Regions from separate parts of the Sus scrofa genome. Here all the other regions are linked to region 2. Evidence: chromatin contacts called from public Hi-C and HiChIP or PLAC-seq data. All regions are on one chromosome and are shown on one strand. Each heading gives the region's core, a stretch centred on a gene start, on an enhancer-like site or on the middle of the called end of the contact. The rest is flanking DNA. Distances are from core to core; before and after follow the strand shown. Region 1 has its middle 74 kb from the start of PRDX6. Region 2 has its middle 70 kb from the start of FASLG. Region 3 has its middle 130 kb from the start of PRDX6.

The links. A called contact is a pair of places that touch in the nucleus more often than the background predicts. HiChIP or PLAC-seq counts read pairs in DNA pulled down with a chosen protein or histone mark.
Region 1: a Hi-C map of alveolar macrophages shows a contact between it and region 2, with 3 times the contacts expected there. The contact joins two enhancer-like sites. A contact is called at or near these places in 10 of 47 Hi-C or Micro-C datasets (alveolar macrophages, embryonic fibroblasts, epiblast stem cells and 6 more) and 1 of 2 datasets of contacts at active chromatin or transcription factors (alveolar macrophages).
Region 3: a contact with region 2 is called in an H3K27ac HiChIP or PLAC-seq map of alveolar macrophages. The contact joins two enhancer-like sites. A contact is called at or near these places in 2 of 47 Hi-C or Micro-C datasets (fibroblasts and mesenchymal stem cells) and 1 of 2 datasets of contacts at active chromatin or transcription factors (alveolar macrophages).

What each region holds. Positions count from the first base shown.
Region 1 is chr9:115,781,193-115,785,663 of Sscrofa11.1, reverse strand. It overlaps a transcript of TNFSF4 not described here. Among named protein-coding and RNA genes, the nearest start is that of PRDX6, 74 kb to the left of the region's middle. Within about 2 kb of position 1,598, at least 3 of the 83 cell types and tissues checked have an H3K27ac peak or open chromatin away from gene starts, as enhancers often do. A contact at or near this core is called in alveolar macrophages and liver, where this site is marked.
Region 2 is chr9:115,136,448-115,140,591 of Sscrofa11.1, reverse strand. No RefSeq gene overlaps it. Among named protein-coding and RNA genes, the nearest start is that of FASLG, 70 kb to the right of the region's middle. Within about 2 kb of position 1,906, at least 19 of the 83 cell types and tissues checked have an H3K27ac peak or open chromatin away from gene starts, as enhancers often do. A contact at or near this core is called in alveolar macrophages and liver, where this site is marked.
Region 3 is chr9:115,722,931-115,727,467 of Sscrofa11.1, reverse strand. It overlaps a transcript of TNFSF4 not described here. Among named protein-coding and RNA genes, the nearest start is that of PRDX6, 130 kb to the left of the region's middle. Within about 2 kb of position 2,942, at least 4 of the 83 cell types and tissues checked have an H3K27ac peak or open chromatin away from gene starts, as enhancers often do. A contact at or near this core is called in alveolar macrophages, where this site is marked.

The sequences.
Region 1 (4,471 bases), core at 349-2,848, 650 kb before region 2:
GGGTGGGCTCCATCCCCAGCCCTAGGAATGAGCCATAGGACCCAGGCCCAAGCCAGTTATTGTACTTCTGGCCACAGTGATTGATCCAGGGGTGAGCATGTGGTCTAAGACAGCCTGGCAGTTCTATAAAAATTGAATTATAACTTACATCTTGTAAAGTGTATAGATCTTAAGTGTACAGCTCAATGGATTTTATATATTTATACGTCTATGGAACCATGACCAAGATAAAGCTGTCAAATATTTCTAGCAGCCCAGAAGGCTCCCTGTCAACACACCATCCAAAGGTAACCCTACTCTGACTTCTGTTACCATAAATAGAAATCTTACCTTTTTTGAACTCCATTTACATGGCATCATACAGTATATAATCTTTGGTATTTGTCTTTGATTGAGATTACATCTGTGAGATTCATTCATTTTTTTTATAGTATTTGTTCATTTCTTTCTATATCTTTATGGTATTCTATTAGATGAATCATACCACAATTTTTTTTAATTTAATTTTTTTTTTGTTCTTTTTTTTTTTGTGCTATTTCTTGGGCCGCTCCCGCGGCATATGGAGGTTCCCAGGCTAGGGGTCCAATCGGAGCTGTAGCCACCTGCCTATGCCAGAGCCACAGCAACGCGGGATCCGAGCCGCGTCTGCAACCTACACCACAGCTCACGGCAACGCCGGATCATTAACCCACTGAGCAAGGGCAGGGACCGAACCTGCAACCTCATGGTTCCTAGTCGGATTCGTTAACCACTGTGCCATAATGGGAACTCCATACCACAATTTTTTATCCATTCTACCATATGGACTTTTGGGTTGTTTCTGGTTTGTGACTAGTTGCTACGTACTTTATTGTGTGTATCTTGGTGAATATAAACACTCATTTCTTTGGGTATGTATCCGAGTAGAATTTCCAGGTCAGAGAGAAAAAATGCATATCTTTAGTAGGTATGACCAAATAGTTTTCCCAAGTGATTGTACCAATTCATACATCTACCAGTAGTATATGAGACTTACAGTTGCTCTATATGCTTGCCTATACTCACTGTCAGCCTTATAAATTATAGCCATTTTGAATGGGTATCATTGTATCATATTGTAGTTTTAATTTGTATTTTCATGATGACTAACGGGTGCTGAACACTTTGATATACTCATTGGCCTTCGGATATCCTGTTTTGTCAAATGGCTGTTTAAGCTTTTGCCCATTTCTAAAAAAGCATTGAATAGTTGTTGGTCTTTTTTTATTACTGATTTCTTGTAGTTCTTTATGTATTCTTGATATGAGTCCAGATACAAATATTTACTTTATGCATATACTGCAAATGCACTCGCCTAACCCGTGGCTAACATTTTTACTCCCTTGATGATGTCTTTTTATCATCAGTTAACAAACACAAGTTCAATTTGTTAATCTTTTCTATGGTTAATGTTTATTAACGTGCTCTGTTGGCTCACTCTGAGGTCATGGACCATTTAGCAACTTTTGAGGGAGGTTGAGGTAAATAGTTCCTTCTTTTTTGATGAATTTGAGGTCATGAGGAGGTGAGGCTGAGTCAGACATGAAAGCGGAAAGCAAAAAGACTTGCAGGGCTGGTCTTGAGGTGGAGCACTGTCAGAACTAGGCCAAAACTGTCCACTGGTTGTGGCTGAGATCAAGAAACAGGCTGAGAGGATGTGGCAGGGAAGTTGATCTCTGAACAGGTTCATTTAGTTTATTCTTTGATAAAGTATTGACTGAATGTTTATTCTGCAGTGTGACACTCTCGTGGAGCTTATATTCTAGAGGAATAGAAATTACTTAAAAACTCTCATAGTACAGATTAGAGAACCCAGGTGAGGACACGATAAGTAATTTGTCGTCATAGCTAGGGCAGAACCACTGCTAAAGCAGGGCCACAGCTGAAATCCAGGTCTCCTGGGTTAAACTCTCCCCTAGCCCCTCCTCCTAACACTAGTCTGGCAAAGAAAGCTGAGAAGTGATGATCATGAATGACATCCCCTTTGACTCAGGCTTAAGGTAGACTAAGCCTATCTCAAGTGGGTGGAGGTTTTCCTCTCTTCCTTTCACCCTGGGCAAATAGAAAGTGAGATCCTCTCTGGTCTGCAGTGGCGGAGACTTCAGAAAGCCCACACAGGTCAAGGGACTAAAGCAGACCAGTGTCAGCAGGGGGAAATCAGGGGGACTTCCCCAAAGTTCTTCCTGTCAAGAAAGAAGCATTAGAGACCTTCATGAAGGGGGAAAAAAAAAAATCTCAAGGACTATTCCAGACTGGGTTAAATGTCTCACTAATGCAGCTGTTACCCTTTGGGTTTTATTCCAGGACACTGGGCTTCATCCCTCAGCTCCAGGAATCTGGGATTTGAAGCAGGGTTCCACTTCAAGCAAGTCTTAGGCCGATGCTCAGTTCCGAAGAGCACCAGGGTCTTCCCCATTGGCAGTAGATGGGAGCGGATGGACATTTGGATGCCTTGGTATTGATGGATGAACTGGAGGCCAGAGACATGGTGAGCTGGTGATGCTATGAGGCTGAACCCTTTTCCACCAAGGGGAAGCAAGTGGATGAATAAATGAGGGCTGGTCTCCAACACCTGGCTGACCAGGTGAAGCCGCTGGCCAGCAGTTCTGGCACAACCATGTTAGAAAGTTGAATCACCCCCTCTCACAGTCTGAAGCTGCATTTTAGCAAGGTCCCCAGGTTAAAGTCTGAGGAGTGCTAAGAGGAGGCAGAACTGTTGTGTGGAGTAAAGAGCCTGGTCTATGCAGCAAGGGTCCATGTGCTTGGGAGTTTGAATTTCTAGGTGGAAATTACTCCTCCTTGGTGAGGAGGAAAGGGCTGTTACGCTTAGAATGGTATTTGCATAGGAAGTTCATCCCTGCTACATCCATCATACAGGAGTAGAAGGGCTCCGAATTTTTACCCCCATCCTTTGGAATTCTGCTGTCATTATTGTTTAGACACCAGCACCATGAGGGCTCACTTAGACATGCTCATAACTGTTAAAGCATATTGGCTAAGCCCCTTTATAATAAAAATCTTTGAATGTTGCCTCACATTACTGGAGGACAGCAGTAACAGTGGGGCCGCAAAATTGGATCTTTTTTCCCCTTTCTTTTTTGGCAACCCCACTGCATATGGAGTTCATAGGCCAGGAATCAGATCTGAGTCACAGTTGCAACCTATGCTGCAGCTGCAGCAATGCCAGATCCTTAACCCACTGTGCTGGGCCAGGGATCAAACCTGCATCCTGGCACTCCGGAGTCCCTGCCAATCCCGTTGTGCAACAGCAGGAACTTTGTAAAATTGGATCTTGATATCTATCTACCATTTTTTGCATGAGAAGATGACCTGCAGAATCAGTGAATGTATTTTTTGACTATTCTGGGCTCAAGTGACCTTCTCCCTTGAATGCCTGTTTAACTACAAATTTGGAGTTTTTTGGGTTAGTTTTATGGTTCACTATTAATTTGTGAGTGTTATATATGCAGTTCTGACAATGTTGTCATCATCTCATGTTTATAGTGGATTGTGGATTTTTAAATATTAGGGACTATGTCTTTTTTTCATTTCAATTCACATTTTATTGAAGTATAACACGCATATAGAAAAGAGCACAAATCTTAAGTGTACAGCATGAGGGAGTACATAAAGGACGTCTAGCCGGAGCCCAGATCAGGAAACAATACCAGAACTGCAGAAACTCCTCACCACTCTCTTCTAGTCACTATTTCCCCATTATCCTCCCATCAGGGTAATCAAATCCTCACTTCTGATACTGTAGATTAATTTTGCACATGGGAGCCATATTTTTATATCAGAAAAAAAATACTTGGTGTTCCTGTCATGGCTCAGTGGTAATGAACCCTGCTAGTATCCATGAGGATTCCAATTTGATCCTTGGCCTCGCTCAGTAGGTTAGGGATCTGGAGGTGCAGAGAGCTGTGGTGTAGGTCGCAGATGCTGCTCAGATACTGTGTTGCTGTGGCTGTGGTGTAGGCCGGCAGCTGTAGCTCCAATTCGATCCCTAGCCTGGGAACTTCCATATGCTCTGGGTGTGGCCCTGAAAAAAAAATTGAGTTAAAAATACTGTAAATCAGTAAAAGCAAATGTCTTTCAGGGAATACACAGTTCAGTTACAAATTCTGTCGTCCTTGGCTTTACCTATAAATGTTGAAAGATTTTTAATTTAATTTTTCTTATTTTGAAATAATTTCAAACTTAAGAATAGTGTAGTAACCTTTTTTCCCCTGATCCACTGTAGAGGAAGTAGCTGGCATAAATACCCTGTCACCTCCTCCCCTCCAATATTTTACTGTGTTCCTACAGGGATATCCTACAATATAACAGTCACACAACCATCAAAATCAGGAAAATAACGTTGCTGCATTATTGCCACATAATCTGCAGACACATTCAAGTTTCAAGCACCAGTCCAGGATTACGTGTTGCATTTAGTTGTCATGTCTCTTTA
Region 2 (4,144 bases), core at 657-3,156:
CAACATACAGAGGTGGCCCCTCACTTCACACCCACACCTGAACTTCCTGTAACCAACTCAGTGAGGCATCTTCATGTTCCCTCCTTCCTGGATTGCTTTCACCAGGTGTCTTCTCCTTGGCACACAAAATCTCCTCTCATCCTGCTAAATGGTCTCTGCTAGTTTTTATGTGGAGAAGGTATTTTTGAACTCTTTACTAGAGCTGGACTTGCCAACTCTAATGAGTTGCTTTCAGAATGATAACAACTTTGCTGAACAAATCACCCTCTCTTGCCTTTCCTCTGCTCTGCGGGCTGAGTAAGACACTAAATCTTTGTGACTTCTCATCATAATACTCTGCTGCCACCTGGTGGAAATCCATAAGTGAACAGGACACTGGAGTTTCCACTGACTTTCGACCTCCATACATTTTCACTGGGACACATGTGGGAAGCAGACCTCACTGGGGTCAGTCCAAAACATCCACTGGCATCCAAACTTCCTGAGGAGACTCATTCCCTAGGATTTCCAGGACAAGCCTTCAGCCCCTCCCTCCCTCTTCTAAGCCCTAGTAATATAAGCAGGAAACCACTGGACAGAATCCAGTTCTCTGCAAAAAAGTTCACAATGAGATAGGAAAAGAAAGGGGAGTTAAAAAGGATCTGAAGGTCTGTAATTGGTCTTTGAAAATAAATGCTATGGCAACATTCATATTAAAAACACACACACAAGGGGTTCCTATTGTGGCTCATGGGTAGAGTCCATGAGGACACAGATTTGATCCCTGGCCTCATTGAGTGGATTAAAGATCCAGTATTGCCACAAGCTGGGGCATAGATTGCTGTTGCTATGGCTGTGGCTGTAGAACAGGCCTCAGCTTCAGCTCTGACAATCCCTAGCCTGGAAACTTCCACATGCCGCAGGTATGGCTATTAAAAAAAAAAAAAAAAAGTACAAGAAAAAAATACCCATTTATTTACCTTCTGCGTACATTGGGCCATTTTATTTATTCTTCAAAACAGCTCTAGGAGATAGTATTAATATCACCACTTCACAGGTGAGGAGACAGAGTCTAAGGAATGTGCCCCAAGTCACCTTTCTTATCAGGGGAAGAACTGAGATGGAACTTCTGAGAGTCTGGCTTTAGAATCTATTCTTTTCTGCTGTGCCACCTGGAGCTCTGATCTCCAGAAAAGAGAGAAAGGGAAGGAAAGAAACTTCCTCCCTCCTTCCTTAGCCTGCACTCCATGCCTCTCCATCATCAATTTCTCAGGTACTCTTGTGCCCTTGAATCAAATTCCCAGCTTCCATGGACTCAAGAAACATGGAATACTGATCACCCTTTGCCTTTGATCCTGACAACTGTAATAGGACATCAGCAAGAGAAAAACAAAATCCCAGTTCTCCCCTAGTTCTCATTAATAGGAAATACTAAGGGCTTAAAACCCATAGGTAGATATGCAAGTAGACTATACTATTTTAAGTGTAACCTAAAAGCTTACAGAAGCACGAGATTTTAAAGGAAAATTACTTCTGAAGACCAGAGTAACTTGTGAATGACAGTTTCTGAGTACAAATAAACCATCAGGTCCTTGTTAAAGCTGGCACTGATGTATTTGAGACATAAGAAGGATGCCAGGATGGAGTGGGTGGGGACAGGGGTTGGTACAGAACTGGCAGGAAGGTCTGGGGAGAGTGGATCTGAGCGACACTGCTAGGAAAGCTTTCTACACACGAAAGGGGAAATTAGGAAAGGAGGAACTCCCTCCATGGACATTGGGGTCTGGATCTCAGCCATGACAAAGACCAGGAAAGGAACCCGCAGATGACTCTCTGGAACAGAGGTCACAGAATGATTGCTCCAGCCCACAGCTATGTTTTGCTTGGCTCACTTGGTGCTTTCTAAACCATGAGTCAGTGCCAGCATTTAAAAAGCAGGAAATGTCACATAAATTAGTATTTCCGACTTCTCTTGAAAAATTAGAAGACTTGTAATACCTTGCCCACATCCCCACATGGAAACAAGCTGAGGTCACCTAGGCTCTTCAGAGAGGCTGAGTCTGGCCTGGTGCCCACCCAGGCAAGGCACCCACTTAGCCTCCTCCCTGGGAGTATTTGTGTCCTCAGCTTCTGATCCAGCAGTGGCTTCCCAGGACACTGAGACAAGCTGTTCTGCCACAAAGGACAGAGTATTTTATCCAAAAACTGCCTGCTCACCCAGCATGCAGCCCGTAGACAGGGAAGTGATCACAGGTATCAGAGGCAGCGCCCTGCACCCATGTTAAGCACTCCCATGACGAGATGCCAACTTTGCTTCCCCCAAAAATTGCCGTTATTTCCTTCACATATCTTAATTTGTTGCCACACCTCAATATTTACTATTCTCTAAATATTCTTCCCAGATTTGTACCCTCTGTTTGGAATGCTTTCCCCCCTCTACTTGCTTCTTCCCACTCCCTATGTCCAACCTATGCCCATCCTTCAAGGTCCATATCAAATTTGTTCTGTGAAGCCTTCTTCCATTTTTGTAGTCAGAATTAATCCCTGCCTCCTGTTTTACTATAATATTGGTTTAAACATCTACTGTAGGATTACCACAATTTGATTTGGTTAATCTTTCTTTCTGTTAACTCCTGAATTCTTGAAAGCCAGAAATTGCCTCTTATTTATCTTTGTGCCCACCCCTTCTCCACACCCACTCCTCTCAGTTCCTAACAAAGTACCTCATGCAGAGTAGATAGTCAGTAATTGGTGAATAGTTTTTAAAGATCATGGAGGCACTGGTTTCTACTGCCATCTAGTGACCATAATGTAGAATTATGCCTAAAGCCATTGCCATCTTGTAGGAACTGAAATTCCAAAGCCACGCTAGCAAAGGAAACCATTTAAAAAAAAGACAAAAAAAGAAAAGACACTCCACAGAATGGGAGAAAATCTTTGCAAACAAAGCAACCAACAAGATATTAATCTCCAAAACATACAAACAGCTTATACATCTTTATACCAGAAAAAAAAAAATTAAAAAGTGGTCAGAAGATCTAAACAGACCTTTCTCCAAAGAAGATAGATGGCTAAAAAGCACACAAAAAAATGCTTAACATCATTAATTTTTATAGAAATGCACATCAAAACTGCAAAGTGCTATCACTTCACACCACTCAGGATGTCCATCATAAAAATTTACGAATAATAAATACTGCAGTGGGTGTGGAGAAAAGACAACACTCCTACACTGTTGGTAGGACAGTAAGCTGGTGAAACCACTATGGAGAACTGTATGGAATTTCCTTAGAAACTCAAAATAGAGTTACCATATGAACCAGCAATCGCACTCCTGGGCATATATCCAGAGAAAATAATAATTTGAAAAGATACATGCACCCCTATGTTCATTGCAGTACTATTTAGCCAAGACATGGAAGCACCTTACATGTCCATCAACAGAGGACTGGATCAAGAAGATGTGGTACATATATACAGTGGAATACCACTCGGCCACAAAAAAGAATCAAATAATGCCATTTGCAATAACTGGATGGACCTAGAGATGATACTAAGTGAAGTAAGTCAAAGACAAACATCATGTGAGATCACAAATATGTGGAAAATTGGGATTGACATATATACACTCCTATATATAATATAAATTAGTAAGATGGACCTACTGTATAGCACAGGGTAATCTACTCAATACTGTGTTATAATCTATATGAGAAAAGAATCTGAAAAGAAACGAACATATGTACATGTATAATTGATTTACTTTGCTGTACACCTGAAACTGACAACTTCATTAAGTCAGCTATATTCCAATAAAATTTTATTTACAAAATAAAAATAAAAAGTACCTTCCCAATACCCAATTAATTACTCTAAAAAACTCCAAATCCATTCATTCATTTTCTCTTTTTTTTTTTTTTTTGCTATTTCTTGGGCCGCTCCCGCGGGATATGGAGGTTCCCAGGATAGGGGTCGAATCGGAGCTGTAGCCACCAGCCTACGCCAGAGCCACAGCAACGCAGGATCCGAGCCGCGTCTGCAACCTACACCACAGCTCACGGCAACGCCGGATCCTTAACCCACTGAGCAAGGGCAGGGACCAAACCCGCAACCTCAAGGTTCCTAGTCGGATTCGTTAACCACGGCACCATGACGGGAACTCCTC
Region 3 (4,537 bases), core at 1,693-4,192, 590 kb before region 2:
TCAGTTAGGTGGCTTCCCAGGGTGTGGGTTCTTTTTTTTTTTCACAGCTCCCTCTCATGAATGCTAGTTCAGTCCTGATTCCTTTTCTCTCTTTCTCTCTCTCTCTTTTCTTTTTTTCTATCCAGTTATGTGGAGGGTGTCTTGCCCTTTTTGGAGGTTTAAGTTGTTCTGCCAGTGTTCAGTAGATGTTTTGTGCAAGTTGTTCTACATGTGGATGTTTTTTGATGTGTTTGTGGGAGAAGGTAAGTGCCACGTCTTACTCTTCCACCATCTTTATCCTTCCTTCCATTTTGTTTATTTTTGTCCATGATGTGAGAAAGTGATCTGTTTTCATTCCCTTATATATAGGTGTCTGGATTTCCTAGCACCACTTATTGAAGTTTCTCTTTTCCTCATTGTATATTGTTGCCTCCTCTGTCATAGATAGTTGATTGTATCTATTTGTGTTTATTTCTGGGCTTTCTGTTCTGTTCTATTGATCCATGTGTCTGTTTTTATGCCATACCGTACTGTTTTGTTTACTATAGTTTTGTAGTATAGTTTGAAGCCAGGTAGCACAATACTTCCAGCTTCTTTCTCAAGATTGATTTAGTTATTCAGTGTCTTTTGTGGTTCTATACACATTTTTTGATTATTTGTTCTAGTTCTTTAAAAATGACATATATATTATGATAAGGAATGCATCGAATGTGCAGATTGCTTTGAGCAGTATGAACATTTTGACAACATTAATTCTTCCAATTTGTGAGTATGTTATATCTTTCTATTTATTTACATTCTCTTCAGTTTCTTTTATGACTGTCTTATACTTTTAAGAGTATAAGTATTTCACTTCCTTGGTTAAATTTATTCCAAGGTATTTTATTCTTTTTTGATGTGATTGTTTTCTTTTTCTGATAGTGCATTTTTGGTATATAGAAATGGAACAGATTTCTGCATATTAATTTTGTATCCTGCAACTTTACTGAATATATGTATTATTTCTAATAATTTTCTTTTTGGGTGTGGAATCTTTAGGGTGTCCTATATACAGTATGTCATTTGTAAATAGTTATATTTTACTTTTTTCTTTCTAAATTTGTATGACTTTTATCTCTTTTTCTTGTCTGATTGCTGTGACAAGGGCTTTAAACCATGCTGAATAAAAGTGGTGAGAGTGGGCATTCTTGTCTTGTTCCTGATCATAGAGGCAATGCTTTCAGTTTTTTACCATTGAGAAGCTGTGAATTTGTCATAAGTGGCCTTTATTATGTTGAGGTATGTTACCTATACTCACTTCCTGGAGAGTACTTATTAGGAAGGGAGGTTGAATTTTGTCAAGTGCTTTTTCTGTATCTATTGAGATCATGTGATTTTTTATTAATATTACATGGTATTGATTTGTAAATATTGAGCCATCCTTGTATCCCTGAGAAAATTTCCACTTGATCATGACACATGATTCTTTGAATGCATTGTTAAATTTGATTGCTAACATTTTGTTAAGGACATTTGCAACCAGGTTCATTAGGAATATCTGGCTATAATTTTGCATGTGTGTGTCTTCAGTTTTGGTATCAGGGTAATGCTGGCCTCATATAATCAATTGGGAGGCATTTCCTCCATATTAGTTCTTCTCTAAATATTGGTAGAATTCCCCTGTGAAGCTGCCTGGTCCTGGACTTTGGTTTGTTGGGAGGTTTTGTGGGTTTTTTTAAATTACCGATTCAATTTCATTCCAAGCAATCAGTCTGTTCAGATTTTCTATTTCTTCCTGATTGTCTTGGAAGATGCTCTATTTCTAGGAATTTATCCATTTCCTCTAGGTGGTGCAATTTGTTGGTGTATAACTGTTCTTTGTACTCCTGTATAATCATTTGTGTCTCTCTGATGTTGGTTGTAACTTCTCCTCTTTTATTTCAAATTTTATTCACTCGGGCACCCTCTCTTTTTCGTCTTGTGCATCACCATTTCTTTTCCTTTGTTTCTATTGTTTCCATAGTAGTTCTTGATATGTGGCATACTGCGTGTTCCCACAGATGAACCTGCCGTATCTCTTAGCAGAATTATTCAGTGACTTCCCTCCCCACCCCTAATAAGAGCCAAACTAATCACAGCAGCTGAGAAAACTACCGTGAGTGGCGTCTGTGAGCCCTCTAGCCTCTTCCCTTCCTGTTTATCTCCTTAGTCACTCCACTTCAGCCGCACTGGGCTCCTTGTTGTTCCTTGAAGGCATCAGGCTGCTTCCTCCCTTATGGCCTTTGCACTCGCTTTTCCCTCTGCTCATGACACCCTCATTTCTTCAGCACTTACTCACATGATCAGACAGGCCTTGCTTGACTCCCCTCGTTCTAATTCTGTCACTTCCCCTCCACCCATCCAGAATTCCCCATTCCCCTTTTATTGCCTAGCAGAGATCACCTGTTATCATAACCTTCATTTATTAATTTATTTCATTTACTCCCTGAAGACTATAAGCTCCCTGGAAACAGAGATTTTTTTTTTTTTTTTTTTTGATTCTCTTAAAAGTCACATGGAAAGTCTCAATAAGTAGTGGTCAAATGAATGAATGAAAGGCTGGAAAACAGGAAATGCAAAGGCAAAGCTGTAAGAAATTTTAAGGAAGTGCTAAAACTCTAATTTGGACTGATTCCTTCTGAGATCCCAGATTGCACTGCTCCAGCATTGTGGATACAGCAGTGTGGCACCGCCTCCCTTAGACTCTTGCTGAGGGCTGATTTTGCTAAAAGGAAGAAAACATTCCATTTCGCTTGGTGATGATGACTAACTTTCCCTCTCTCCCCCAGATACTTTATTTTGAACCTTAACCACCACCACAGAATCCCTACTAGACTTCTGAGCGGGCTCTTCCCTTTGACCAAGACATGTGATTATTCTCCTGTGGTGGTATGAATTTCCTGGTTACTGTTCATGGTCACATTATAGAAATTAGAGGTGGAAAAAAAGAGAAGTTGGAGTTTTAGGTTACTGGATTCTTTTGCCTTGGTGTGTAGGAGACAAGATCATCAGTTGAAAGAGGGAGGAAGTAGGATAGAGATGATGAAATTTAACTGCCACTGATGAGATTGGGAAGGAGGCTAACAAGAGAAAACAGAGTAGTTGTGCAGAATGAAGTGTTTGGGAGATATATAGCATGTAAGATGTTTGATATAGATGTTGCATAATGTGTCATTTGTGCTGTGGTTTTGTTAGGAAGAAGAATGAATTGGATTCACTCCTCTTCCTAATAAGACAACAAAACAACTGGAAGCAATAACATGGTGTAATTTACCTTGGAGATCCCTGTTGCTCTCAAATTATAGGTGCTGCTAAAGGTGGAAGAACCCATAAGACCAGGTAATCAATAGCACATATGAAATGATCAGACATCCAGCAAATACATAAGAAGGGGCATAGGCACCCTGCCTTCCAGAAGTCAGGCAGTCCTAGAGAGATTTTCACTGGGACTGTGACTTTCCAAGTGTTTCTTGTGGGAGCTGTGCCTGTTATCACACAAAGCTTTTGAGAGGAACATCCACACTCAGAACATCAGACAGGCCCTTCCCTATGGAAGTAAGAGAGGCCGTTGGAGACCAAATGTCCTGGTTCATACCTTAATTCAATTCCCTGTAAGATCAACAATGAGAGTTATTTTTCAGAACAGAAACTTGGGTTAGCAGAGTGTCCCCAAGTGTGCTATGATCATACTGTAGAGAAGCAGAATAGGTATAGAGGAATCAGGCGGGGAAGGAGCAGGAATTTCAGGGGTAAGCCTAGAGCCACTGAGACTTCCAGGAGAGGTGAGGAGACATGGACAAGATCCAGGTGCTAGGGTGTAGGATGGGAATTTGGGGGCAGGGAATGGTTAGGGACTTCCACAGGGGACTATGAAAACATTTTCTGCCATAAGGAACAAACTGGAGCCCATACCAAAAGGAGGGAAAAGTAACACTTGCAGGGTACCAAGTATATACCTGGGATTTGTCTAGTACTTGTCACATAACAGTAACACATATCATGTACGTCTGATAATAGTTCTATAGAAGTCCTGTAATGCCTCAACTCTGCAAATGACAAAACTGAGGCCTAGAAGAGCAGAGTAAGTTGTTCAGGGGTACATGCTCATAAGCAGCCAAGTTGCTATTTATCCTCAGTCTCCTGACTCCACATTCAAAGCTTTCAGCTCATCCCACTTGGGCAGAGGATTATAGCAGCCAAGCTACTGGGTGACAAGACTTTAGTCATAGGAGTCTGTACTATATACACTTGTTAAATGTCTGCTAATGAACAGATACAAAGCTCTACCGCTTGGTTTTAAGTTTCTGGATTCTACTTATTGCTCTGAGCCTCCTTGTATCCTCTTTCATAGTGCATTTGCACCACAGTTGGCCTTCCCCAGTGCTGTGGGCCCTATATTCCCCATAAGGCTAAGAAGGAAGGATCTTACCTCTGTCTTCCAGGCTATGCAGCACTAACAGACCTGGTATCTCTCTGCTAGCAAAGCTTGAGAATGGAGAAAAAGGAAGAGAGTAGAGAAAGAAGGTCTATCTCTCTATTG